4 separate regions of the Mus musculus genome follow, and regions 2, 3 and 4 are each linked to region 1. The links are chromatin contacts, called in public HiChIP or PLAC-seq maps. All regions are on one chromosome and are shown on one strand. Each heading gives the region's core, a stretch centred on a gene start, on an enhancer-like site or on the middle of the called end of the contact. The rest is flanking DNA. Distances are from core to core; before and after follow the strand shown. Region 1 overlaps Atrnl1 (attractin like 1). Region 2 has its middle 35 kb from the start of 1810007D17Rik. Region 3 overlaps Gfra1 (glial cell line derived neurotrophic factor family receptor alpha 1). Region 4 overlaps Ablim1 (actin-binding LIM protein 1).

Region 1 (6,309 bases), core at 2,099-4,598:
GAGCAGCGGATCTTGATGGAGCAGAGACTCTCTATGGTTTAAGAGCTTTATTATAGAAATGCTGGGGGAAAAAGAAGAGAGAGAGAGGGGGGGGAGGAAAGGCTAGAGAGAAAGAGTAAGAGAGGAGAGGGGAGAAGACAGAGAGACGAGAGGAGAGAAGACAAAGAGAGGAGAGAGAGGGTGAGAGTGAGGGGTAAGAGGGAGATTTGAGTAAGCAGTAAGAGAGTAAGAGGTCGAGGTGGGGTTGAACACCCCTTTTTATGGTCTTTATGGTTGCTAGGTAACTGGGGAGGAGTTTAGCCTGAAGGTCAGAAGCTTGGGACATTGCCTACGTGACTACTGTCCATGCTTCTCTTGTGGGTGCAGTGGGGGGTGGGGGGAGCGGTAACTTAGGCAGGAGCCAGAGTTCCAGGAGCATGAGGGAACGCCTACCGTGTCATGAAGGTGAATCATCACCCTTCGGGGTTCAGACCTCAGCTCAACTGGAGACCAGCCTGCAATTCCCCACAAACTACTATGGGAAAAAACAGTCAGTACCCTCTTGTAAAAAACTATGAACCACAATGCCCAGCTGTCCAATATGGCCCCAATAATGTGATAGTGGCACATAAGTTGGATTTGAGGCTCACTCAATAGGAAGGAATTAATCCCTGGTATTGTAATTCCAACAACCCCTGCTGGCAAGTCATGGAGCTCAAAGGAGAACTTACTACCACCATTTTCTTAAACTTATAATTTCTAACTTTATTCTAAACACTTATCCTTATACCTACACACCTCCTAATCCTTCCAAATAGTGCCACCCCCTGATGACCATGCATTCCAATATATGAGCGTTTGGGGGCCATTCCTATTCAAACTACCACAGAGACCACTGCAGAAATCAACAACTAGTCAAAATTAGGAGAACAACATACAGCGTGGCGCTTGGCCCCAACTGAGACATCATAATGAAACCCAAAGTTCAGAGACGGGGACAGAAAGATGAATAGCCAGAGGGCCAGGATGTCTGCTGCGAGACCGTGACCTCTGTATATGGCAGGGAAGTTGTACTTTTGGACAAGATCTGCGTGATGACATCATTGATTGATGTGACAGTGTGGATGAGAAATCTTACAGAGCCTCGCCTATAGATGGAGAACTACAGGCAGTTAAAGGCTGCTGAGAGAGAGATTGTCTTCTCCAAAGATGAGATACCCTGACTGGTTATCCAGTCCCAAGAGGCCATCCTTAAAACACACATACATGCAAAGAACCCAGCATGAACTCATAAGATCGTGTGCGTGCACGGAAGTGTGATCGGTGTGCATTCTGTGAAATTTCAAAATAATCCATAAAAATATCGGGAAGTATGTTGGGAACAAATTTTTATTTATTTTCTTGGTTTGGTGCCAGCCTGTACCAAAACCCTTTTGAGAGTTCATTATCTGATAATAACATTTTTCTCAAAGTAATTTGGCTATTATCATGATTTAGTAACTCAAATCAACTTTAGTCAAATATTACTATTGATTTCTGCTTAGCTAATATTTTGATAAGGAACTAAAATCTTTCTGAACATGAAATAGGATCATGCTTCTTGGATTTTTCATGTTAATTATTTGGTGTGAAGGCTATATTAGATGCATTATTTGGGGGGTGTATTCTTTTAATGCTTTTAAAACCACATTTTTAAGACCAAACTTATTTTTTTTCAACAGTAGTTTGTAACTATAGCCTTTAAGAGAACTAAAGGTGACTTTTGATGTATAGAATTTTAACAATGGAATTTATTTCAAAGTGGTTATAAGGATATTCAGATTATTCAGTGATTATTACATGATTCGGTTTTTATAAGTATTTTAAAGAACTGATCTATGAAATTGATATATTACTCATTAAATCATTAATTATAACACTATTATTCTTACAATGCAATACCTTTTAAAAGTTAGATGTATTACAGAGTAATGGTCTCATTGTGGCTTTCCCTGTGCTCCGGCCCTGTTTACTGTCTCTCCCTCCATCACACTCTCCCCTCTCTTTCATGCACCTTTACTTTCACATAACTTTTAAATTTCACACGTGAGAGCATGTAACAGCTGTCTGTCTGACATTATGCTCAGTGCGGTGCCCAGCCCCAACTGATACATCACAACACAACCCGTACACCTAAGGCTCAGAGAACTGGGGCAGAAGGATTAACAGCCAGGGGACCAGGAGGTCTGCTGTGAGACCGTGACATCTGTACAGGTGAGGGAAGTTGTACCCATGAAATCTAGAAAGTATGAACAAGATCTGCGTGGTGACATCATTCCCGTTGATGTGCAGTGTGGATGAGAAACCTTTCAGGGGTTCACCCATAGATGAAGAACTAGACAGTTAAGCAGCTTAACTGAAAGCTAAGCTCCACCCACTTCCCTGCAAATGGCGTCGTGTGTTTGAGTGGACAAAGCTTTTCAGCGCACTATTTAGCCACTTCAATAGGCTGTACTGAAGCCCTCCCTGTTATTTTCACGTGCACTTCTGAGAACACACAGTGATCGCGGAACTTTTAGACATGTATTTGACACCTCTGTCTTTATTTACATATGGGGCAGTACACTTCTTTTGGGTTCCATTTCTTTGTATGATTTGGAAACCATTCTTTTGGGGTTTTTTTTTTTTGTTGCACTGTTTTTATGTGATGGTATTTTGTTACAAAATTTCTTATGACAGTTCTTGGCTTGCACTTTTATTCTTTGAGCATTATCTAAATTAACCAAGACCTCATCATTAGAATTATCTTTCATAAAACAAAAATAGAAATTAAGGCCTCAGCAGTTAGTTTTCACGGTTTGTGCTTTTTGGTACTTCTAAAGAATTCATCATCAACCTCACCTCCTGGATTTTCTCCCATGTTATCCTCTAGGTGTTTATCATATTCTGCCTGTGTGTTTATGTAGCAGTAAATTGTTAATCTGCTCTGGACTCCCGCCTGCAGCTGCGCTTCTCGCTGCTGCCCAATGCTCTGGAGTCCCCGAATGAAACACACACACACACACACACACACACACACACACACACACACACACCGGCTTATTTTTAATATACCCTAAGCAGCGCAATGGCTGGGACACTTCCTATCTCCATGTGACTAACACACACTCCCTTCCGATATTCCTGAGTTATCACTTTCTAAAATCTATATTTTATCTTTGCTGCCCCGGACCTTGCTGGGGAGCCCTCCTGGGGCTGTTTTCCCCTTCACCTACCTGTCGGTGGGCGCTCCCTCCTGCACCTTTTCCTGTGTGGTCCATCTCCTATGTCATCCTCGTGGCGGAATCTCCTCTTCCTCCTTCTCTATCCTTTCCCAGGAATCCTAAAATCCCGCCTCCGACTCCCTACCCAGCCATTGGCTGCCAGTAACTTGATTCACCAATGAGAGCCAACTGGGGGCAGGGACCCCCAGCATCTGAACCCGCAGATTCTCGTGTGATTTTGGGAGCCGAATGAACACAAACAGCATTAGAACCAACCCCCAACATGTTTACTATTTATTCTACATTAATTTTTTTCATCAGTGTAACGAATATTTATGTGGTATGCATACGTGCCTGCATGCGTGTTCATGTGTGTGTGGGTGCACACGTGTGTATGTATACGTGCGTGTGTTTATGGCTGCAATGTGGAGGTCTGAGGTTGACTTACTTCATGAGTTGTAACCCTCTTTTGTGCACCACAGAATATTTCGAAACACGATCTGTTGCTGAACCTGGAGCTCGCCGTTTTGACCATTTTAGCTAGCTTATTCTAGAATGCCCTGTCTCTGCCTCTGCATCACAGTGACGGGTGGGCTCTCCCACAGGCTTTTATATGGGTTCTGGAGTCTGAAGTCTCGTCTCCACATTGGCAGGGCGCGCTCTTTACTGTGAATGTATTTTACAGCGAGTCTTCAGTATGGGTCTAAATTCTTTCTCTATTGTTTACGACTTTTAGTTATTGCAGTGGTGTTTCTTGGGTATGCTATCTTATCGTCATGGAGCAAGTTTTGCTTCTTGTTAAATGTCAGTTGGGTATACTTGGGTTGGTCTGTCTCCGGGCTCTCTAGTCCACTCTCTTACTTACTTGTCCTTGTTTCAGTAACAGACTGCTTCGGCTACTGTAGATCATAGTAAACGCAGAGGACGGGAGCAGTCAGTCCTTTAACTTGATTCAGTATTTTTCTTAAATATTAATTTTACATTCTTAAGTATTTATTTTGTTAAAGTTAGAGTGCCTGGATCTGTGCCTGTGCACAACATTTGCACACGTGTCCACGGAGGCCAGAAGAGGCATCCGATACCCTGGAACTGGAGTTATAAACAGTGTGAGCCACCATATGGATACTGGGACCTAAGCCTGGATCTTCTGCAAGGCACTAAGTGTTCTTAACGGCTAAGAGGTCTCTTCAGCCCTGACTTTGTCTAACTTAAGCCTTTACCTACCCATGTAAATCTTACTCTCCATAATTTACTGGGATTTTGATTGACAATAACTTGTATCGCCAGATCAGCGTAAGAGCTGACAGTTGATTGTATTAATCTTTACATTCGTGTGCATGTAGTATCTCTCCATTCATTTAGAGACTTTTGTTTTTATTTATTTATTTGTTTACATTTATTTGTTTTGAGATAGGGTTTAAATATGCTACCTGGAGTTTGCTATGTAGATCAGGTTGGCCTCAAACTCAAGAGATTCACGTTCCTCTGCCCCTCCCCCCCCAAGTGCTTGATCTTTTCTAAACTCAGAATTTTATAGTCTTTTTCATAAATCTTACATAGAATATTATATGAAGTATACATTTTATTTTTATACTGATACATATGTGTATTTATATATTACTATATAAAATATCTTACTATGTATATACATATAGTAACTATACATACACACACACACACACACACACACACACACACACACACTCAGTTCCCTGGGGAGAGCTTTAGAGACCTCTGTTTGTCTGCCTTTCTCCCTCCTGGAGAGCTTGTATTGTAGGTGCATGGGCTCAGTGACCTGATTCCCCTTGGTGTGGTACCGTTGCTTTATACATAGAGTACTTGTGGTAGGAGGCTGGTATCTTTTAAGCTTGACTCTCTGATATAGAACTTATGCCTTATTAAGGCAGGATCAACATTCTTTGGCTCCACTTTAACCTCATAAGCGAGGTTGATAACTCCCACCTCTGCTGAGGGCTGAGTATGGAAAATCACCCAGACTTCTCTGAGTTTTTCGTGGAATAGAACTTAGGTAAGAATGGGAGCGTGAGATTTGTGGTGGCCTGATACTCTCAGCAACATATGGTTGACCTGAAGTAGGAACCAAGAGATGAAGCACTTTGTTTCCCCGGCTCCACCCCTTGGAGTTGGAGATCTGTCCTTCCTTCCGTACTGGTGTCCTACAGTGGTGAGGAGACACTGGGAAGACATAGTAACACGCCTGATTTAATACACTATTGTTGCTTGTTTCCTTTTCTCCTTACCCTGGAAGAGGGGCCTCAACTGTGACCTTGTGCAAGCAAGGCAGGTACCCTGTGGCTGAGCTTTCTGTTCTTAGCCACACCCCTGTTCTGCTGTCTTAGACTCCTAAGTCTCTGGCATCACAGGCCTATGCCACCTGGTCAGAATCAGTGTTGACATTCCTAACCCAAGCTTAGCAGACATTCTTGAGTAAGTGTATAATGTTGCTCTTCGTAGAGTTTTATGAGATCACAGATTTTCTGAGACCTTAAAACTATTTTGTATTAATTAAGGTTCTTTTCCTGGAGAGACTGTGGAACCCTTAGATGATATTTTTAAAAACATGATTTTAGAGACTAGATACAAACTAACAATTTTATAAATGTTTACTGTGTTTATGTTTTTAATCATAATTGCCACAAAGTATTAATTTATATTACTCTTCATCTTCATTTATTGGTGTATTTAGAGAAATTTATAATTCTGAGCATATGTTTATAGCACTTTATGTAAAATTTACTGTTCCTGAAAAACACATTTCAGAGGATTTATTTTTAAGTATGTGTGTGCATGTGAGTGTGACCACAAGTGCACGTGAGCACAGGTGCCCATGAGCAAGCACAGGTGTGCATGAGCAAGCACAGGTGCCCATGAGCAAGCACAGGTGCCCATGAGCAAGCACAGCTGCACAGGAGCAAGCACAGGTGCCCATGAGCAAGCACAGGTGCCCATGAGCAAGCACAGGTGCCCATGAGCAAGCACAGCTGCACAGGAGCAAGCACAGGTGCCCAGGAGCAAGCACAGGTGCCCATGAGCAAGCACAGGTGCCCATGAGCAAGCACAGGTGCCC
Region 2 (6,309 bases), core at 2,709-5,208, 900 kb after region 1:
AAAATCTGTAGACCTCCATAATCTCAAAACTTTGGCTTCATGGCCTCTTTACTCACTCACTCCACCTTCAAAACCAATCTGCCCCAGTGTAGAGGAATGCTAGGGCAGTGAGGCAGTGGTGGGTGGGTGAGGGGAAGAGCACCCTCACCGAAGCAGGGAAAGGGGGGTGGGGTGGGATAGGGGTTTTGCAGAGGGGAAACCGGGAAAAGGGATAACATTAGAAATGTAAACAAATAAAATACCTAATTAAAAAACAAACAAACCCAATCTACTACTTATCTTTATCTTTACCCATCCCACTCCCCACTCCCTGTGCTGATCTACTCCATTGAAATCCAAGTCTACTCCTTGCTTTTGAAGTCCCAAGGAGCTATTGATTGGCTAGAATGCCAACTGCATAGTGGTCATGGCATCCAGCTGTGCTCTCTTTCGTACTTAATAACCTACTGAGGAGGGAATGATACAGAGCTTAGACCAGAGAGCCAGAACCCTTGATGTGAGAAATTATTTTCTGAACTACACACTCAACACTACTACACTCAATTCTAACCTGAATATTAAAACTACTTGAACAGAAAAAAAAATGATAGCTTATCAAAATTAAGCTAAGCAAAGAAGTAACACAAGATGCAAAAAAAATCCCAACACAATAGCATGAGAAACATGAAAACTGCTTCAAATTAAAGCAATGGCATCTAGCAAGATGATATCATCTAAATATGACAGGAAAACTGCCACCATGAAATTTCAGCAAAATGGCTGCCTAAACAATACCTATGGCATGCTTAGATGGGGGAAATCTCAAAGGGCCTTACCCCTAGAAGAAAGCTACAGGAAATTAACAATTAATGAGAGACACAGAGAGAGAGAGACAGAGAGAGAGAGAGAGAGAGAGAGAGAGAGAATCTCATCTTCCCCAAAGATGATCCCTCTAAGTGGTTATAAATAGCAAGTGGTCGAACTTGAAATTATATACATACAAGCAGCACTAAACAGACTTAGCAGATTGTATGTATATATTCATTCACATATATAAAGAAAAAGAAACCTTTGAATCTGAGGCGTGGGGGGGGGTTGCATAGAAGGAATTATAGGGAGAAGGAGAGGAGAATGACGTAATTATATTTTGATTAAATTAGGCTATGGAAATTTATGACCACTAACCACTTATATGGAAGTTAGTTGAAGGATTCCTTACTAGAAAAAAAAAAAAAAACCCATCCATGAGGCAGGTTACATGAAAGGATAAATCATGACAGAATAACACAAGGGAAGAGGAGAGAGAGAGAGAGAGAGAGAGAGAGAGAGGGAGAGAGAGAGAGAGAGAGAGAGAGAGGGAGAGAGAGAGAGAGAGAGAGAGAGAGAGAGAGAGAGAGAGAGAAAGAAAAGACCCAAACACTAGAAAACCAACAACATGGAAGGAATCATTTCACAACTTTCATTAATAGCTCTTAAATATTAATGGTCTCAATTCTCTAATCAAAAGACACAGACTAACATTGGATCAAAAGGTAGGGATATTTATTTATGGCCTCTTAGGAAATGAACCCCATCATAAAAGACAGATACTATTGTGGGACTGTGACAGGCAGCTTATTTTGATTGGGGCTTGCTCCAGCGACCCAGTAGAGAACTCTACAAGGGATGGAAAATTGAGCCACATTCCCAGAGTAAGGTGCCCCAGCACAGAGCCCCAAACTCCATAATTCTGTGACTACCAGTCAAGTAGACAATGTCCTAAGCTTATGGCATTCTGGCTAGACTCCACCCCCATATACTATACTATATACTATACTATAGCCAGGTATGCTCTTCCCCACAGTTTGTTACCTGGTAACAGCAAGATAGCCCAGCCCACTCACTATAAGAGGGGCTGCTTTGCCCCTCCTCACTCTTTAAGCCCTCACCTTTCTTACTCTCCAGCCCTCCTTCTCTCTTTTTTCCCCCCAACCCCAATGTGGCCATGACCAGCCTCTCTCTCCTGCCTTTCTACAATAAAGCTCTAAAACCATAGACTATCTCTGCTCATCAAGGCCAGAACGATGGGATAGGCTTTCTCCTAATGAGTCACGTCTAACCTCCTGCCAGAAGGCCAGACCAAGGACTCTCACCTGCGTGGGAACCATCCAGTGCCCCCTATCCCCCTGCCCTCTCCTGCCTTCGGCCCCCAAGCGTGCGGCAGTTTCTGCATCCACCTGCCCAGAGCACTGGAACTCTGGCAGGATGCGGGTTTTCTCCCACTCCCCTTTATTCCCCAGCACCCACGGCCCCACATACTATCTTGTAGTGAAAGGATGGAAAAGGTATTCTAAGCCAATGGATGTAGGAGCACACAGATTCCGGTATGAGACAAACTAGACTTCACAGAAGGATTAGTGAGAAAAGATGAAGATGGCCACTTCATACTGGTTCAGGGCACATAAATATTCTAAATATATGCTCCCAGCACAGGTACATCCAATTTCATTATGAAGAACTCCTAAAGATAAACTCACAAGCCTAGCACAACAGTAGTGGGTGACTGCAATACCCGACTTCCACTGATTGACAGGTCATCCCAACAAAAACCAAACAGAATTGGCGGAATTAAATGATATCATACATTGAGTGGATTTTTTAATTGAACATTTTAATCATGTTTAAGTACAGTATATTTACATCGTTGTGTAGCTATAATTGGTAAATAGTAATTTAGTAAGTGAATTACCAAACTGGATGGCAATTCTGTATTTTTTTTAATGAAGGTCCTGCTGATTTCCATAGCAACAGCATTATTTTACATTCCTACCAGCATTTCCCATTTTCACCAACACTTGCTATCTTCTGTTTTTGCAAACAGCCATCACAATTGTTGTGCTCAGTAGGTTTTGACAAATACAAACATTTGACCATAATGTCCTTGAACATCGGTCACCATAGGAAAGTTTCCCAGTGCCCTCATTTGCCCTTCTGCCTGTCCAGTCAGTTTCTGATCCTGCAGCACCAAGGCTTAGGTCTCTTTAACTGCTTGTTTTGTTCCATATCATATTTGTACCACATCACAATGTCTTTTTCCTTTTAAGATTATTTTTAATTACATGTGTGAGTGCAGGTGCCCTTGAAGGCTGGAGGCACCAGATCTTCTCCTTGGATCTGGAGGTGCAGAGGGTTGTGAGATGCTCAGTGTGGTGCTGGGAATTGAACTCAGGTCCTCTGTGAGAGCAGTACACGCTCTTAGCTAGTGCACCATCCCTCTAGTCCCCTCCATAGTATTTGGACTACAGGAGAGTTAATCTTGATCTTAGGCAATGGGACTCTACCAATTTAACCTTTGTCAGGACTGCCTTGCTTTTCTGGTTCTTTGCAATTCCTTTTAAAATTTAAAGTCACTCATCTTAACATCTGAAAGGGGATTTCACTGAGTCCATATGCTAAGTTGGAGACCCGCTGATTCTGAAATATGGCTTTCTCTCTTCTTAGCTGCATTAGGACTAAGTAGCTTTTCAGGCTTTTCTTTTCAGACTTTTCTTGTGTATTTTTGTAAGATACAAGGAAGATATTTTTAAAAGTATTTTATGTGCTTTATAGCTTTTAACTTAGTATCTCTTTAAACTTCATTATGTAATTATTCACTGCAAGTGTAAATGTAATTTGTAACATTGTTGTGTATCTTGCTGAGTTTGCATCTTAGTTCTACTGAGTTCTAAGAGTCTATAGGATTTTACAAACTAGCATCTGTTAATATTTTTCAACTTAGACGCCTTTTTTTTTCTTTTTGTCTTATTGCACACTGTGTGATACAAATAACGAGTGAATGTGAGCTCAGATATCCTTGCCCTGATTCTGTCCTATGGGAAAAGAATTTAATGTTTGGTTATTAAGTGTAATGTTGGCTGTAGCTTGCTCTGCAGTGCCCTTTATCAGACTGAGGAAGCTCCAGGGTCTTTCCTGTGTGCTCTATATTAGCATTCTACTGATGTGTATCCGGCCTCTGACTGGTGGCCAGCAAGAGTCTAGGTTCTCCCAAGCAGTAACCAGGACCTGCCCTACCTAACTTCCAAGACCAGGATATTCGGGGTTAAATGAGAGTAGTAGATCAGACACTCATCTACACAATAAAGCAAAAACAGAACAAAAGAAAAGCCCAGTGTCAAAGCCCTCAGACTCTACAGTGATTCTAATCTCGAGTGAAGCCCTTTGTGGCTTCGGTACCACCGAGTTTGCTGGGGTAGACATTTTTTCATTTGACCAATCCAGAGCAGAGCCACTTGTCTTTCTTTCCTGGACAGACTTTTAAGATGGGACATGACAGTCGAAGTCTGTGGAGTGCTGGGGTCACTGACAGTGACCAGTGCGATGACTTTGGCTGAGTGACTGATGGAGATAATCGGGTGAGTAGCTCAAATAATCTCTGATTTCACAAACTGCCCATTATTAACCAAAACAAGCTGTTTGTTCTCTCAGGCTCAGCTCAGAAGCTGCCTTGTCCAGCAATCTGTCAGCTGTGAGTAACTACAAGTATGACTGTTGTATAAACGTCTGTGCCGGTGGCTCAGGGCCAGAGACAGTGGTTTTACTTTCCACACCTTTGGATTGCGTTCTTGTGAGCCATTGTGGACATCAGGAGGTATGCATGACACTGGCGGATCTCTGTCAGCTTATCATTTTATTTTATTTTATTTTATTTTATTCCCTGTAACTCTTGATTAGCAGGACGGTCTGAACATTGTCCTTGCTTGATCCTTGCTGTCTCAGACTGATGGCTGACTCCTTGTGAGTAAAGCTGAATTCCCTTTGACTCCTGTTCACCCAACCATAGCCCCACTGCTCACCATGCTCAGCTGCTCTCACTAAACCTGTCACTACTGCTTCTCTCTGTGCACAAGCCAAAAACACACACTCTTCCATTAGGACAGAAAGCAGCTTAGAATGTACATGCATCGTAGATGTCATGTATGCCTAATGATTTATTTAATAGGATAAGTTCCAAAGCTGCCCCGTGTCTGGTTTGCTCCTGATGTGCTCTGAACCATCCTTAGCCATCTTGGATCTTGTACTGGCCAGTACTCTGACCCTGAGAGAAAGAATCTACTGTTGACTGATGCCCACGGGCTAGCACACTGCTGGTTGGTCATGGAGAACTACCTCCATTTCCCTCTGCCCTGAGGCCACATATAAGGAAGACATTCTTAAAGCCAGACAGAAAGGATCTTCATATCCAGCCCTGTATGTTATGTTGCTAAATCCTCATCATAAGAGCAGGTGAAGCTTTAGAAGACCATAGCTGGAGTCAGATTCACTTTCCTTGCTTCTGGTGCGCACATTTCCTGTGTTCTGCTGTGGGTGAGGATGCACTCGCTGTGGGTGAGGATGCACTCGCTGTGGGTGAGGATGCACTCACTGTGGGTGAGGATTGACTCTCTGAGGGTGAGGATGCACTCACTGTGGGTGAGGATTGACTCTCTGAGGGTGAGGATGCACTCACTGTGGGTGAGGATGCACTCCCTGTGGGTGAGGATGCACTCACTGTGGGTGAGGATGCACTCGCTGTGGGTGAGGATGCACTCACTGTGGGTGAGGATGCACTCGCTGTGGGTGAGGATGCACTCGCTGTGGGTGAGGATGCACTCGCTGTGGGTGAGGATGCACTCGCTGTGGGTGAGGATTGACTCTCTGAGGGTGAGGATGCACTCACTGTGGGTGAGGATGCACTCACTGTGGGTGAGGATGCACTCGCTGAGGGTGAGGATGTACTCGCTGTGGGTGAGGATGCACTCACTGTGGGTGAGGATGCACTCACTGTGGGTGAGGATGCACTCGCTGTGGGTGAGGATGCACTCGCTGTGGGTGAGGATTGACTCTCTGAGGGTGAGGGTGCACTCACTGTGGGTGAGGATGCACTCACTGAGGGTGAGGATGCACTCGCTGAGGGTGAGGATGCACTCACTGTGGGTGAGGATGCACTCACTGAGGGTGAGGATACACTGAGAATTCACTAGCTGTATCCTTGAACTGCAGGTGAAGCTTTAGAAGACCATAGCTGGAGTCAGATTCACTTTCCTTGCTTCTGGTGCGCACATTTCCTGTGTTCTGCTAACTGGGCAATAGGTTTCTGCTGCTATAATAGTGAATGACAGTATCATGTGTATGCATGTTTTATACACATATTCATATACATATACATGTTTCATGTATATGTTTGTGTATACGGCTTCTTTGTGATTCCACTGCATGTTATGTTGGGAAAGTTTTATTGGTGCTGCACCTTGGCTTTTAAGTGGTCCCAGAGATCTGGATGGGAACTCTTGGCTATCAGGGAGGCATTATTGA
Region 3 (6,309 bases), core at 2,089-4,588, 730 kb after region 1:
TGCTACTGGTGACTTAGCAATCAGGAATCAAGACAATCGTTTTTCTCCACATCTCACAGTGACCACAGCTATACATAGAAAGCATTTTTTTAAATCATTTACACACAAAGGAGCTTAGACTCCCAATCATCACCCCAACTCATCATGTTTTTTCATTTGCTGTCTTCAACATAGAGAGAGAGGAGTGACCCAGAACCATCCAGATGGGAGCTAGCACCTGCTCTGTCTGCAGGGCTACAAAAAGAAGCTTCCAGGAGACAGTCTGACAGCATATACAGAAATCTCTCCCATCTGCATTCTCTGACCAACAACTTCAGGACTTTAATCCAACAAAATATCCCCTAAAGATATAAAGGGGATCTAGAGAGAGGTACATCTAAATATTGTTTACAATGGGAAAGCATGGGATGATGCTAACAGTCACCAGAGAGTCAATGTAACTTATGTGCACATGGCTTGCTGCGCTGTGATTTTAATGAGTAAGGAAGACTGTAGAGATGGGTTAGAACCCAAGTTTGACCCCTGAAATCTGTATGAATGAGAAAGAACTGACTGTTCAGATTTGTCCTCTGGCCACCACATAGACACCACCGCATGCCTATATCTTTCCACCCCTGCTCCTCCCCCCCCCACCCACCCCCACACACAGTCATTTTGAAATGGTTATAGACTCTAACTGACCTCCAGTGAAAACATTAAGCACCTAGGTGGAGTACATAATCCTGAGGACATTTATGTGCCTGTGAGCATGGGCATGTTCATGGCTGCATGAAGAGAGGTTTGTGACAATGGCCACAAAGATATCCCTCATTTTTTGGTAGATAGAACTTGGGTTTCTTTAATCTTATATGAGATTTTACATATTACTTTAATCTTTAGCAATGAGCACACCTTATATTCACAATCTCTGTTTAAAACTAACACGTTTGGACAAGCACGTATTGTTGTTACTATGTCCTAAGTAATATATTATCATAGAAGCAATCTAAAGGTGACTTAAGGTATATAGAACAACATTTATAGATTATAAACACATACTGTGGTATTTCTGTAAGGATTTGAGAAGCTGCCGACCTGAGCAGCACAAACCCCTCCTGTGTGCGTTGTGCAGTATGCTCTAGCCTTGGCAATTCATCTTCAGTACAAATTCGAGATGCTACAGCCCAGGGACTGAGGAAAAGGCTGTAGGCAGCCGCTTAAATCTACCACACTACATAAGCTTGCTTCCTAGACCTCACCACCAACACTTAGTCTCTGATCTGCTTGTACTCCTGATAGAGCCCAGCTACCCACCCTTCAAGTGTCATAGGCACTGTGAAGTCCCCACAGAGAGGGAACTCACCAGTTCCACCTGTGTCCCTAGAATAATCCATGCATTTCGCAACTATAACATCAATTATAATTATATATCAGTTATTTCTGTAGACTGTGAGCTCCCAAGGAAAGGAGCAATGGACCTTAAACTCCTACCTACATCCAGATCACTCGACACTGTTACCATTGAGAGAGAAGCAAAAGAAGGTGCCTCTCTCTCTGTCTTACCACTCCCTTAACATACAAGATAAGGAGACTGAGTCTAGGATAAATGAAAAATCTTTTCCTAAGGTCATACGTGGACCACAAGGCTGAGCCAGGACTACATGAGACTCATTTAACCTTAATAAAGTTCAAATGCTTATCATGACTATTAGCAAAGAACAAATTAGACATTTATCATCCCCCTTTAATGAATACAGACAAAAACCTTCAACCTTGAAAACATCAGGGAAATGAGATTAATCTCTTAAATACAGACCCAGTCTCGACATCCGCCCAGAATCCTCAGCCTCCTCTCCATGATTCTGACAAAGAGCATTTCCTTTGAAACTGGGAGTTGATTGAGTCACTGGACAGCACCACCAGCAGGTTGTGGGGAAGGGAGCTCAGGGCTGACTTTTTAGCCTTTCTCCTTGCGATCCTACTGTGTGCTTCACATCTTTGCAGACAGATGTGCACAGATGTTACTCAGGCCTGCAATCCCCAAAAAGACTCCTCATGTTCACGTGGCTATTTCAGGTTGCCATCATCTTTTAAAAAGCTCTTCCAAGCTTGCTTTCACGATTGAGTTTTACCCACGTGTAAATCCAAACAGACTCTTAGTACTACACAGGCACCATCTTGGAATTTACACCCTAAGTTCCTGTCCTTGGGGGTCTGTGGCATAAGTCTTCCGACTCTTAGCAGCATTCACTCCACATTCCTTGTAATAATGGCTCACGGGTCTTTTAAATTGTCATGTTAACAGATGAAGATGGCCACCCAAGCTCAAGGTGGGATGGTGTGGAGATGGGACAGAGGATACGGAGGAGGAGGAGGGGAGCTGACTGTGTTCACATGGTTCAGCAACATGTTACACCCCACCACACACACACTGTCCCCAGATCAATGGATGTTACAAGATACTGGCCCCCAAAGTTCACCACACTGTTCTGGGCTCCAGCGTTTGTGAGCACAGCATCGATTTCCACAGTCATCGGCTTTGCCGCTTCTAAAGATCAAAGCGTGCAGACCGGGAGTCCGGGGTCACAGTTTCGGTCTAACCAACCACAGAGAATTATTCAGGAGATGGCCTGCCCCCTCTGACCTCCCATTTCCTTGCTACAGATTCTAAAACCGCTCCATGCCCCTGGGAAGGTGAAGTTCACTGAGATATTTAAGCCGCTGAAAGCCACACTGAGTGTAAGACACTGTGGCATTTTCTACCCTTGCAGGACTCAGAATCACACAAATCCAGAGCTGGGCGTTGCCAGTGACCACCACCCCAGCCACAATGAGGTGGAGCCCGAAGGACACCAGGAACAGTGACGAAGAGGAAACCAACTCCTTCAGACAAAGCTTTGCTCAGACTCACGTGAACAAAGAAAGCCTGTTCCCCAGCCCCTCACCCCCAACTCCCCCGCCCTCCAGCCCCTGGAGCCCTTCTAGCCCTGGAGACAGATGAAAGGCCATGTGTGAGCTGGCCATTCATATGTGGGAAGAAAACAAGGAAAAAGGGCTCCAGATCTGCCTTTCTTAACCTGATGGAAGACCAAGGATGTGTGCCCCTCCCCCACTGCTGTGGAGGGATTCAACAACCCCTCCCCCAGCTCTGTAATGCATGGAGTCCTCAGAGACCCAGCCCATAAAAAGACTAGATTATTTATTATTATTAATAAGTTATGGCAATTAGGCTGGGTGATTCCTGAATGTGGCTGATGAGAAATTTTCTTGAGTATTGCTCACCCACACTGGTAGTGTTTACCTCTATTAAAAATGATTTAACTACACTCTGGGTGAACCCCTGTCTTGGGCCTGGGTTAATAATTAGCAGCGCACAGAGCCATGCGGGTTAAGTGAGTCGGCTGTCCTTTATTTACCTATTGCTCTGTTTTATGAGGAGAAGGGGATGGCCGTCTTACTCTGAATAATTTACTATTTCAATCCACAGTCCCTGACTACAGGTAGAGAAACCTCACCATTATTACAGTATCACACTTACCCCATATACCACAGCATTCAAGATCTGCCCAACAGAGGGAGTGTGCATGACTTCTGGGGGGGGGGGGGAGTTACTACTTCCCAAACAATGTAATCACACTCATCTCTCTACTCGTCTTTCTTTCTCAGGTTAAATTATATATGAGGGCAGTTTAGTTTCTTGAAAATGCATGCACTTAACTCCCATTTAAGAAGTCTCACCTGGGGAGACAGCTGCCTTACGAGTCCTCCTGTGGTTTGAGCTACTGAGAGAAAAATCCTTTTTCAAGTCCAGGGCTTTTACAGTAAAGCGCTATAAATTTTACTTGCACCCAACTAACCAGGGCCTGGGATGAGATCTGGAGAGTGGCTGGAGTGAATGTTGCTCCCTTGAAAGGAGTCACAGTCACCATTAACCGAAGTCACATTCAGTATCATCATGGAGTCCCCAAGCCCAGCCAGCCCCACACGTGGTTCAAGGGGTAACCAAAATCCAACTGAATTCTACCACTGCAAATCAGTAAGAGCGAAATGAATTCTCTTCTGCACTGAAAAGTAGGATTGGCTCATGCTTCTCCTGAGTGAGGACAAGCTCTCTTTTTACCCATTATCTTATGTTTTATTTCAAAATGTCCATTTTTTTGTGTTATATACTTAAAAGCATCAGAGTGTATTGTGTGCGTGTGCGTGTGGGCAGTGCAGTTTCAAGGTGCACATATCTGAGCCTGCATGTATGTTTGTATTCGTGTGGAGGTCACAAATTAATATCCCACGTCTCTCTTTAATAATCACCCTCTACCTTTTCTGGAGACAGACTCTCACAGATTCAGCTAGGCTAGCCTGGCAGATGAAATTCAAGGATCCACCTGTCTCGGTCTCCACTTTCTATGAACTGGTGAACGCTTCTAGGTCAGTCTGGTTTTATGTACACATCATGGGAATCGCAACTTAGGCCCTCATGCCTGCAGAGCACTTTGACATCTGCACCATCTTCCCAGTCCAGCATACCACCAGTCCCTGTTGTAAGCTGACAAAGTTGAAGTCCGATTTTACCACATATACCTGCTTGTCCCGAAGGAGGCAGGGTGCCACATCACCATGGCAGGGGTCACTGCGTTGTAAAAACCCAGAATCAGGACTTAGCCTTCTCCAAGGAAGACAGGATAACTGCTCTGTCCAGAATAGAGGAGAAACCCTTTTACTTCTCAGAGGAATCTCATGTGGATGGAGCAGATTGAGCTTGACACCTCAATCAGCACACACATGTGGACATGGAATTCAAACAAGACTTGATCGAACCCCGGCTGAACCACCTTCCTAGCCAGCTCCAAGTAGCTGCTAGATTCTTCCAATCTTGGTTTCCTCATCTGCAAGAAAACCGATCTTCCTTTCAGAATTCCCATGAGCACCATCAGGGTCTCTCACATGTATAACCTTTGGCACTTGGAAGTTGATCCATGGTACTTATTTCACAAGTGAGCCAATGCTAACGTTACAATAAGCAGAATAGAACACGGTCTCAGATAGACAGATTTTCACAGTCGTCTCATCCCTTGGTCTTCTCTGACCTGCAACACTCATTTAACAATGTTCCTAATGCTTAGAAGTAGCCAGAAGATCTTGATGCCCAAAGCAATACCTGTTTTTATGAGACCTCAATGGCCATGGAGAGAAAACTCAAGTAATACACATGAGTGACAAACCTGGGATATGTGAGGGCTTCTACTCACTGCAGTCATGTGACTCAAGGTGTTAGAACCATACTGACTGCCTGCTTGAAAACCTGTGGACAACTGTAACACAGTAGAAAGAGCAGGGTGAAAATTCATTACCTTGTCATGCTTTAGCTAAATGCTAGTAAGAAACCCCAAAGGGGTTCTCAAATATGACCTCATGACTATTACCTTACGAATGACTTATTTTGGGGCCTTGAGATATATGACATCCAACCTTCAAAGGCCAGAGCAGGAAGAACGATGAACAAGCACATCTCAGAGATTCGAGGAACTCAGGGCCTGGCCTTGTTTCCTCTAACCTTACCGACTTCTTCTGGCCCCATCATTACTGAAGGCCCCCAGTTAAGGGGCTTGCAATGGAGACCCACTTTCTATCAACTAAATCAAAACAGGTAGAAACCGCTTGGGGCAGCTCAAAGAATTTGCCTGAGGAAACGGTTTCAGTACTTAATTAAATATACCAAAGTTTGAGCATAACAGAGCCCCTTCCTGCCTGGGTGCAGGTCTGTCACCACTGGAGCAGTGCCAAAGTCATGCTCTCCTCCAGAGGCCATTCCTGCCCTCAGTGGCACCACACAGGCTATGATTTAGTTGGAAGTGTCTCCAAAGCCAGACAGCTCACGCAGCTCCACGCTACACAGCCAGTACCCACAAGCCTCCCACTTCCTTCTGGCACACACACAAATAGTTCAAACTGAACAGAGCCCCCAAGAGCCTTGGCAAAGCTTTAGTGACTATCTCGAACGGCCTGGATGCCCCCAAACTCGCCTCCTACCTGAGTCCTTTGGCATTAGAGTACCTCCCTCGCCTTTTGTTCTTGTCCTGTTCCAGATAGAGGCCCAAGAGAGTTCTGTCACATTCCTCCGTCCTGCACTTACCTCACCTTTCATCATGAAAGAAATGAAGACCAATACTTTGCCTGTCACTGGGCTCTGTCTGAAAGCACTCTGCACTTGGTAAATGTCTTTTATTTGTAGATAAGAAAAAACACAAAATAAAAAAGTATCTTCCAGTTTTGTTTCCTAGAGAAGGTGCTTGCCAGTATCAATCCTCAGCCGTACCACTGCAGCCCATCAGC
Region 4 (6,309 bases), core at 1,827-4,326, 530 kb before region 1:
GTACACTCTACAGCAAAAACCCCTGTTCTCTGGACAAAGCCATAGCCTGACATCAGGCAGTGGAGCTGGACAAGGGGCAGTGAGAGAGAGGTTCCTACTGGTCGCTCCCTTCCCTCTGCTCAGGCCAACGAGGCTCTTCCATGAAGGACAGCATCTCCTACTTGCCAGCTTCGTGTCTTCTCAGTGGTTGAGAAAATTGTTTCCACATCTCTGAAGCAGCTGCTGGTAAATATAGAAAGTTGGTGCGTGGTAGCTGGGATGATTCTCCAAGTCAGAAATAGGGGACTATGGAGTGGCACCGGGGATGTAAGGTCTGCTGGTAACTCGCCAAAGGAAAAACAATGACCAGGCAGAACACAACCCCGAGGCCCAGCCCTGGACAGGTGAGCCTCAGGGCCTCTCTCCTGACACCACGAGTGGGGACACTAAGTGGGGATCTGGCTGTTCACAGACAAGTTAAATTGAGGCCCAAGCCCACACCTGGCTCCGTTTTTATACCATTTTCTTCAAAGGCAGTAACAGCCTTTAACAGTGGGAACCCTGCCTGCTTGCCTTCAATCTTTTTGGCAAAGGACCCCAAACACCTGCACTTCAGAAGGATTTAAGTTGATGAAGGAGACATATGGCTCTCGGGAAGGATGTGTGGGTCTGCTGAGATGTTTCTCTGGAAAAGGAGGATGAGTGCATGAAGCCATAATGGGAGAAGCACGGGCAACCAAGTTACTACCCATCCCCATGGTTCCGGCATCCCCATGGTTCCGGCATCCCCACCGTCCCAGCATCCCCACCGTCCCAGCATCCCCACGGTCCCAGCATCCCCATGGTTCCGGCATCCCCACGGTTCCAGACCTGCTACTTTATAGACACCTAGAGTATTTTTCATACACCAAATAGTATTTTTCATAAACAAAATTATCAAGTAAATTTATGGCCAGATAGAAGTTGCTATTATTGGAAAATTAAGATTTAGGAGACCCTACCAAGTATACTATTAATAGACTGTTTATAGAAGTACATCATCCTTGGCAGGAACTCAAGGTAAGGGGTTTCAGGGGCGGGGGGGAATACAAAATTTAAGTTCCAAGGCTTGGCTAACATGAGGTTTTAAGTTTTTAATAGAGTGAACTGTTCAACAGAGCTCAGACTTGCCAGCCTTCTCTCTCTCTCTCTCTCTCTCTCTGTGTGTGTGTGTGTGTGTGTGTGTGAGTGTGTGTGTGTGTGTGTGAGTGTGTGTCGGGGGAGGGGGGAGACGGAGACAGACAGACAGACAGGATATTATGTTAGGGTCAGGTGCTTTTGGATTACGATCTTTAACACTTAGCCAGAGAACAGCCACTGGGGGTGCTAAGTGACTGCCCGCTGTGTATGGGATAGCCAGCTCCCATTAGTTATGGTGCCTCCTAAGCCCTAGTGTCAAGTCACCTGCTCTCATCATTGTAACCACTAAGCACTAAGGCTTCTAAACGGGCCTTCAGAGGTTCTGAGCAGGTAGGTTTTTGGTTAACTTGACATCAGCTAGGGAGCGTCTGCTGAGAAAATGCCTCCCTCGGGTGGGCTTGTGGGCAAGCCTGTGGGACATTTCTCTGGTTAGTGATGGATGTGGAAGGGCCTGGCCTACTGTGGGCAGTGCCATCCTTGCATGGGTGGGCCTAGGGTGTATAAGAGAACAGACTGGGCAAGCCATGGAGAGCCAGCCACTAGGCAGTACCCGGCCATGGTCTCTGCTTCAGTTCCAGCCTCCAGGCTCCTGTTCTCGCTTCCCTGAACATGGCGTCTAGTCTGGAAGGTGCAGCAAACCTTCTCGCCTCAGATGGCTTTTATCTGAGTGTTTATCACAGCAGTACAACAAACTAACATAGGTCCTTACTTGGAGACCCACAGATTAAAATGATCCAGATTTTCCTTGTGTGTGTGTGTGTGTGTGTGTGTGTGTGTCTGTCTGTCTGTCTGTGTGTCTGTGTGTGTGTCTGTCTGTGTGTCTGTGTCTGTGTGTGTGTGTGTGTGTGTGTCTCTGTGAGTGTGAAAGCTGGTCCAGAGTTTCAACATCCTTAAGGTATTTGAAAATACTTCCTTGACCAAAAAAGTCTCTACCATCATTTGTCAAGTGGGCATTGCTGGATTATTCTTGGAAGCTGACCTTCATTTTCATCCAGGCTACAGGATACTGCCAGGTCCTAAATTAGACACCTGTGAGCTAACAATTAAGGGCTGGTCCCAGTCCATGTTGCTTATTTAAACCGGTGAGTCCACAGTTTCCTTTTAGAATGTCTTAGCAAATGCCATGGGTACAGGGTCAACATAAGCAAAGGAAGAGTCAGGCATGGTGGTGCTGCCTGTAATCCACAGCTGGAGAGGTACAAGCTGGAAGATTTACCTGGGAATCCCAGAGTTCCAGGACAGCCTGGGCCACAGAGCAAGGCCCAGTCTCAGACACATACAAAATGGAACAAATAAAGACAGGGCACTACACGAAACGCAAAGCTACACATTTGTTAGGCTAAGCACTGTACAGGGTTATTTCTACAGCCTCTTTCTCTCTCTCTCCCTTTCCCTCTCCCTCTCCCTCTCCACCCACCTCTGTGTGTGTGTGTGTGTGTGTGTGTGTGTGTGTGTGTGTGTGTGTGTATGCAGGTGCCCACAGAGGTCAGAGGGTGTCAGATCCCCTGGAGCTGGAATTATAAATGGTTGTGTGCTGCCCAGTACGGGTGCTGGAAGCTGAACTTGGGTCTTCTTGCTTAAGTAGTTTTAAACTTATAGACATCGCTGCCATAAGACAGAAAAGCACCATGATATCAGAAGATTCATAACTGGATAAGGGAAACATATTGTCCATGTAGGTTCTGTGTACCCCCTCTCTATAAAAAAAAGGGGTCTCAGTGCTATTAATCATTTAATCCCAGAAGCTAAAAATGACCCAGGATGATTTTGAAAAGCTTATATGCTGCCCAAGTATGTAACCTTGAACAAGATCTTCCGTAATTGGCCCCTGCTGAGGTCAGCTGTTCCCTCTGCTCTCTCTTGATCGCCATGTTGTAAACAGCACAAGCCCGAGCAGCCTCTGACTGGCTATTTTAAGTGGAGCTTCTTGTTGTCTTTGGAAAACAATACAGCGCAGCAAACCCACTTCTGTGACCCATGACAGCAGCACTCTGTCAGCTTTCTCAGGGCAGCCGAGGGCAGCCCTGGCAGCCGCCACCAGCTAAGTCCTCAAAGATGGAACTGGCAGAGGCATGCCAGCCCATCTTTCTTCCCATGACAGATGCTTACAGAGTTGTACTTTCTTTGGTTGGAGTTCTCATAAATGGGTACCAAGTGTGCCTGTCAAGCTTCCAAGTCAAATCCCTTAAGCCAGGGTTCACAGCCTGCCACAAGGAACACGCCGCCGATTCTCAAGGTGACTCTCCCCTTTAACTGCTCTTGGGTGTGGTTCTTAGTAGTCACAAGACCCAGAGTCCTTCCCTCTCCATTCGTTTAGGAATCCATTGGGGGATGCCTTAGTAGCTAAGGACCCAAGTACTAGGGAGGCACACAGAAGTAGATGCCCCAAGTTCAGTGGTCAGAAAAGTCCCCTTGTTACATCCTACCCAGTAAGAGATTCTACCTCAAAAGCCAAGGTGCATTATCCTGAGGGGTAACACCAAAGGCTGATTTATGGCTCTACATGTATGCACACACACACACACACACACACACACGACCGTTCTCACACCCATGAACAGGCACCCTCCAACATGCATGCACATGTCTTCATACACGTGTACATGCACCCCCACACATGCTTGTCCTCACACACATGAACATGCACCCCCCCCCCCCCGTACATGTCCTCACAGACATGAATATGTACTCCCCTCACACACATACACAGATTTTCTCAAGCAGGAATCCTATGGCTAATACTGTACAGCATGATGCTTATAACTAAAGAAATCTAAGCAAGAGCTACAAAAATTATTTTGTTCAAGCTACCAACAAGGGTTTCTGCTCTGGGTGGAAAAAAAAAACAGAAGGACCAAAAACTCAGAGAGGGAGTAATCGAGAGATGGACAAAGGCCACTCCAAGGGAACTCCACTACTTGCTATCACCTGAGAATATTCAACGATGCCTGGGTCATGCAGGACTTATTAAGAATACCAGGGGAAGGGGCTGGTGAGATGGCTCAGCAGGTAAGAGCACCTGACTGCTCTTCCGAAGGTCCTGAGTTCAAATCCCAGCAACCACGTGGTGGCTCACAACCATCCCTAACGAGATCTGACTCCCTCTTCTGGTGTGTCTGAAGACAGCTACAGTGTACTTACATATAATAATAAATAAATCTTTAAAAAAAAAAAGAATACCAGGGGAAGGTAATTTCCTGGAGAAACTTTAAAGTTGGCAGCCAGGTCTTTGTAGACTTGGAATAGTCCATATACCAAGATGTAAAAGAAAAAATTTCAAATATTTGTACGTACACGTTTAGAATAACTAAAACCAGAAATGACAAACAGTCAATTAACAGACAAATGGACGTTCAGAACATGATTGAGCTCCATCATGGAATACTATCTAACCGTGAAAAGAAATGAAATACAGATAAATGCTACAGCCTGGATGAATCTGGCAAGCACGGCATCAAATGAAGAAGCCAGAAACCAAAGACCGAGATCGGAGTTAGAGGAGTCATCCAGGCCACGCAGATCCACGAAGAGAGCAGCAGATCAGGGGCTGACAGGCTAGAGAGCGAGCAAGATGAGAAACAGCTACTTATGGAAACAAAGTTTTCTTTTAGGGAGTTGAGAATATTCCGAGAGGCAGTCGTGCAGCTTACAGATGTATCAAAGCCACCAAAATGTTTACTTCAGAATGGTAAGTTTTATTCTGCATGAACTTCCTCCAGTGGAATCATCATCAGACTCAGAAGGTCTACCTGATTCCATTGCAGACTTCAACCTGGTAAAAGGCCATAACCGGCTGTGGCCGGGCAGATACCTGGGCTTTTGCCAAGAAGGAAATCACACTTGATTTCCACACCAGCTTCTCAGAGGCAGGCTTCCTTGGCAAGAACCAGCTCTCTCCCTCTCCTCCAAAGAGAATGTGAAGGGTAACTGACAGTCCTCTTACCATTCATGGCTGGAGTCAGAACAAGGGCAAGACAGGGTTTGTGTGTGTGTGTGTGTGTGTGTGTGTGTGTGTGTGTGTGTGTGTGTAGCCATGGCTGTCCTGGAACTACGTAGGCCAGGCTGGCCTCGAACTCAGAGACCTGCCTGCCTTTACCTCCCAAGTGTTGTTATTAAAGACCACCATGTCAGAGCTCTGAAAGCACTTTTAAACTAATCCCTCCAGCATGCCCATTCCCCACAAAGCGATCTCTCGATGTCTGTCTCAATTATCCCTTTCTCTCTCCCTCTCTCAGCCAATGGAAGGACAGGAGGATTGCTGGAGCTTGTTCACCACCAGCATGCCTCCAAGTTCAGGCACAGACCCTGTATAATATAGTCAGTATTAACTGTCAACCTGACAAAAGTTAGAATCATAAGAAATAGGATCTCTAGGTATGTCTGGGAGGAGCCTGTCCACTGTGGGCGGCCCTAACCCTAGGCAAGGGATCCTGGCCTATATAAAAAAGGAGAAAGGGAATAAAACCCTACCAAGTATTCTTTGTTCTGTTTCTGATTATGAGTATGGTATGACTGCTCCTTCAAGCTCCTGCCCCTATGATTCCCCTGCTATGATGGACTGTAACCTGGAATTGTGGGCCTTTCTCCCTTAAGTTACTTTTGTTAGGATGTTTTATTGCAGCAAAAAGAAAAGAAACTAAGATACCTGGTTTCAAGGGTAAAGATAGAAAGTGATAAAGACGACTCCCGATATCATCCTCTGGCTTCCATTCACACTCCTGTACACACACACACACATACACACACACACATACACACACATAGACATGCATATACCATATACATACAGATGCACATACATCACACACAAATACACACACATACATATATATACACACACACACACACATACACACACACACACACACACACACACACACACACACACACACACACATACATGCATATACACACCACACAAACACATCCATTCATCCACATATGTTTAAAAGATAGAAATAAATAAGGTGAAGACTGGAATTAGTTTTTATAGAGGAAAGGCTATATAAGTTCAATTTCTAGATTATCTGTTGAGAATTTACTGCAGTAGACCTTGCCTAAGCAGGCATGACAAGGGTTTTTTCTCAATGTTACCTTGGGAGAAGCAGGTATACATGGCAAGAGTTAAAACACAACCCACTGTGTCCTTAA

The links. HiChIP or PLAC-seq counts read pairs in DNA pulled down with a chosen protein or histone mark.
Region 2: a contact with region 1 is called in an H3K27ac HiChIP or PLAC-seq map of embryonic stem cells, with 5 times the contacts expected there. The contact joins two enhancer-like sites. A contact is called at or near these places in 22 of 484 Hi-C or Micro-C datasets (the AML12 cell line, the Ba/F3 cell line, the C2C12 cell line and 17 more), 4 of 115 datasets of contacts at active chromatin or transcription factors (astrocytes, cardiomyocytes and embryonic stem cells) and 1 of 9 other capture datasets (embryonic stem cells).
Region 3: a contact with region 1 is called in an H3K27ac HiChIP or PLAC-seq map of embryonic stem cells, with 3 times the contacts expected there. The contact joins two enhancer-like sites. A contact is called at or near these places in 2 of 115 datasets of contacts at active chromatin or transcription factors (astrocytes and embryonic stem cells) and 1 of 9 other capture datasets (embryonic stem cells).
Region 4: a contact with region 1 is called in an H3K27ac HiChIP or PLAC-seq map of embryonic stem cells, with 3 times the contacts expected there. The contact joins two enhancer-like sites. A contact is called at or near these places in 1 of 15 datasets of contacts at CTCF or cohesin (the NIH/3T3 cell line), 2 of 484 Hi-C or Micro-C datasets (liver and tail fibroblasts) and 4 of 115 datasets of contacts at active chromatin or transcription factors (astrocytes, embryonic stem cells and large pre-B cells).

What each region holds. Positions count from the first base shown.
Region 1 is chr19:57,664,798-57,671,106 of GRCm38.p6, forward strand. The region is part of intron 9 of Atrnl1 (attractin like 1); the gene reads left to right. Among named protein-coding and RNA genes, the nearest start is that of Atrnl1, 57 kb to the left of the region's middle. Within about 2 kb of position 3,349, at least 14 of the 459 cell types and tissues checked have an H3K27ac peak or open chromatin away from gene starts, as enhancers often do. A contact at or near this core is called in embryonic stem cells, where this site is marked.
Region 2 is chr19:58,568,448-58,574,756 of GRCm38.p6, forward strand. No RefSeq gene overlaps it. Among named protein-coding and RNA genes, the nearest start is that of 1810007D17Rik, 35 kb to the right of the region's middle. Within about 2 kb of position 3,959, at least 7 of the 459 cell types and tissues checked have an H3K27ac peak or open chromatin away from gene starts, as enhancers often do. A contact at or near this core is called in embryonic stem cells, where this site is marked.
Region 3 is chr19:58,393,478-58,399,786 of GRCm38.p6, forward strand. The region is part of intron 4 of Gfra1 (glial cell line derived neurotrophic factor family receptor alpha 1); the gene reads right to left. Among named protein-coding and RNA genes, the nearest start is that of Gfra1, 59 kb to the right of the region's middle. Within about 2 kb of position 3,339, at least 34 of the 459 cell types and tissues checked have an H3K27ac peak or open chromatin away from gene starts, as enhancers often do. A contact at or near this core is called in embryonic stem cells, where this site is marked.
Region 4 is chr19:57,138,850-57,145,158 of GRCm38.p6, forward strand. The region is part of intron 4 of Ablim1 (actin-binding LIM protein 1); the gene reads right to left. Among named protein-coding and RNA genes, the nearest start is that of Ablim1, 74 kb to the right of the region's middle. Within about 2 kb of position 3,077, at least 12 of the 459 cell types and tissues checked have an H3K27ac peak or open chromatin away from gene starts, as enhancers often do. A contact at or near this core is called in embryonic stem cells, where this site is marked.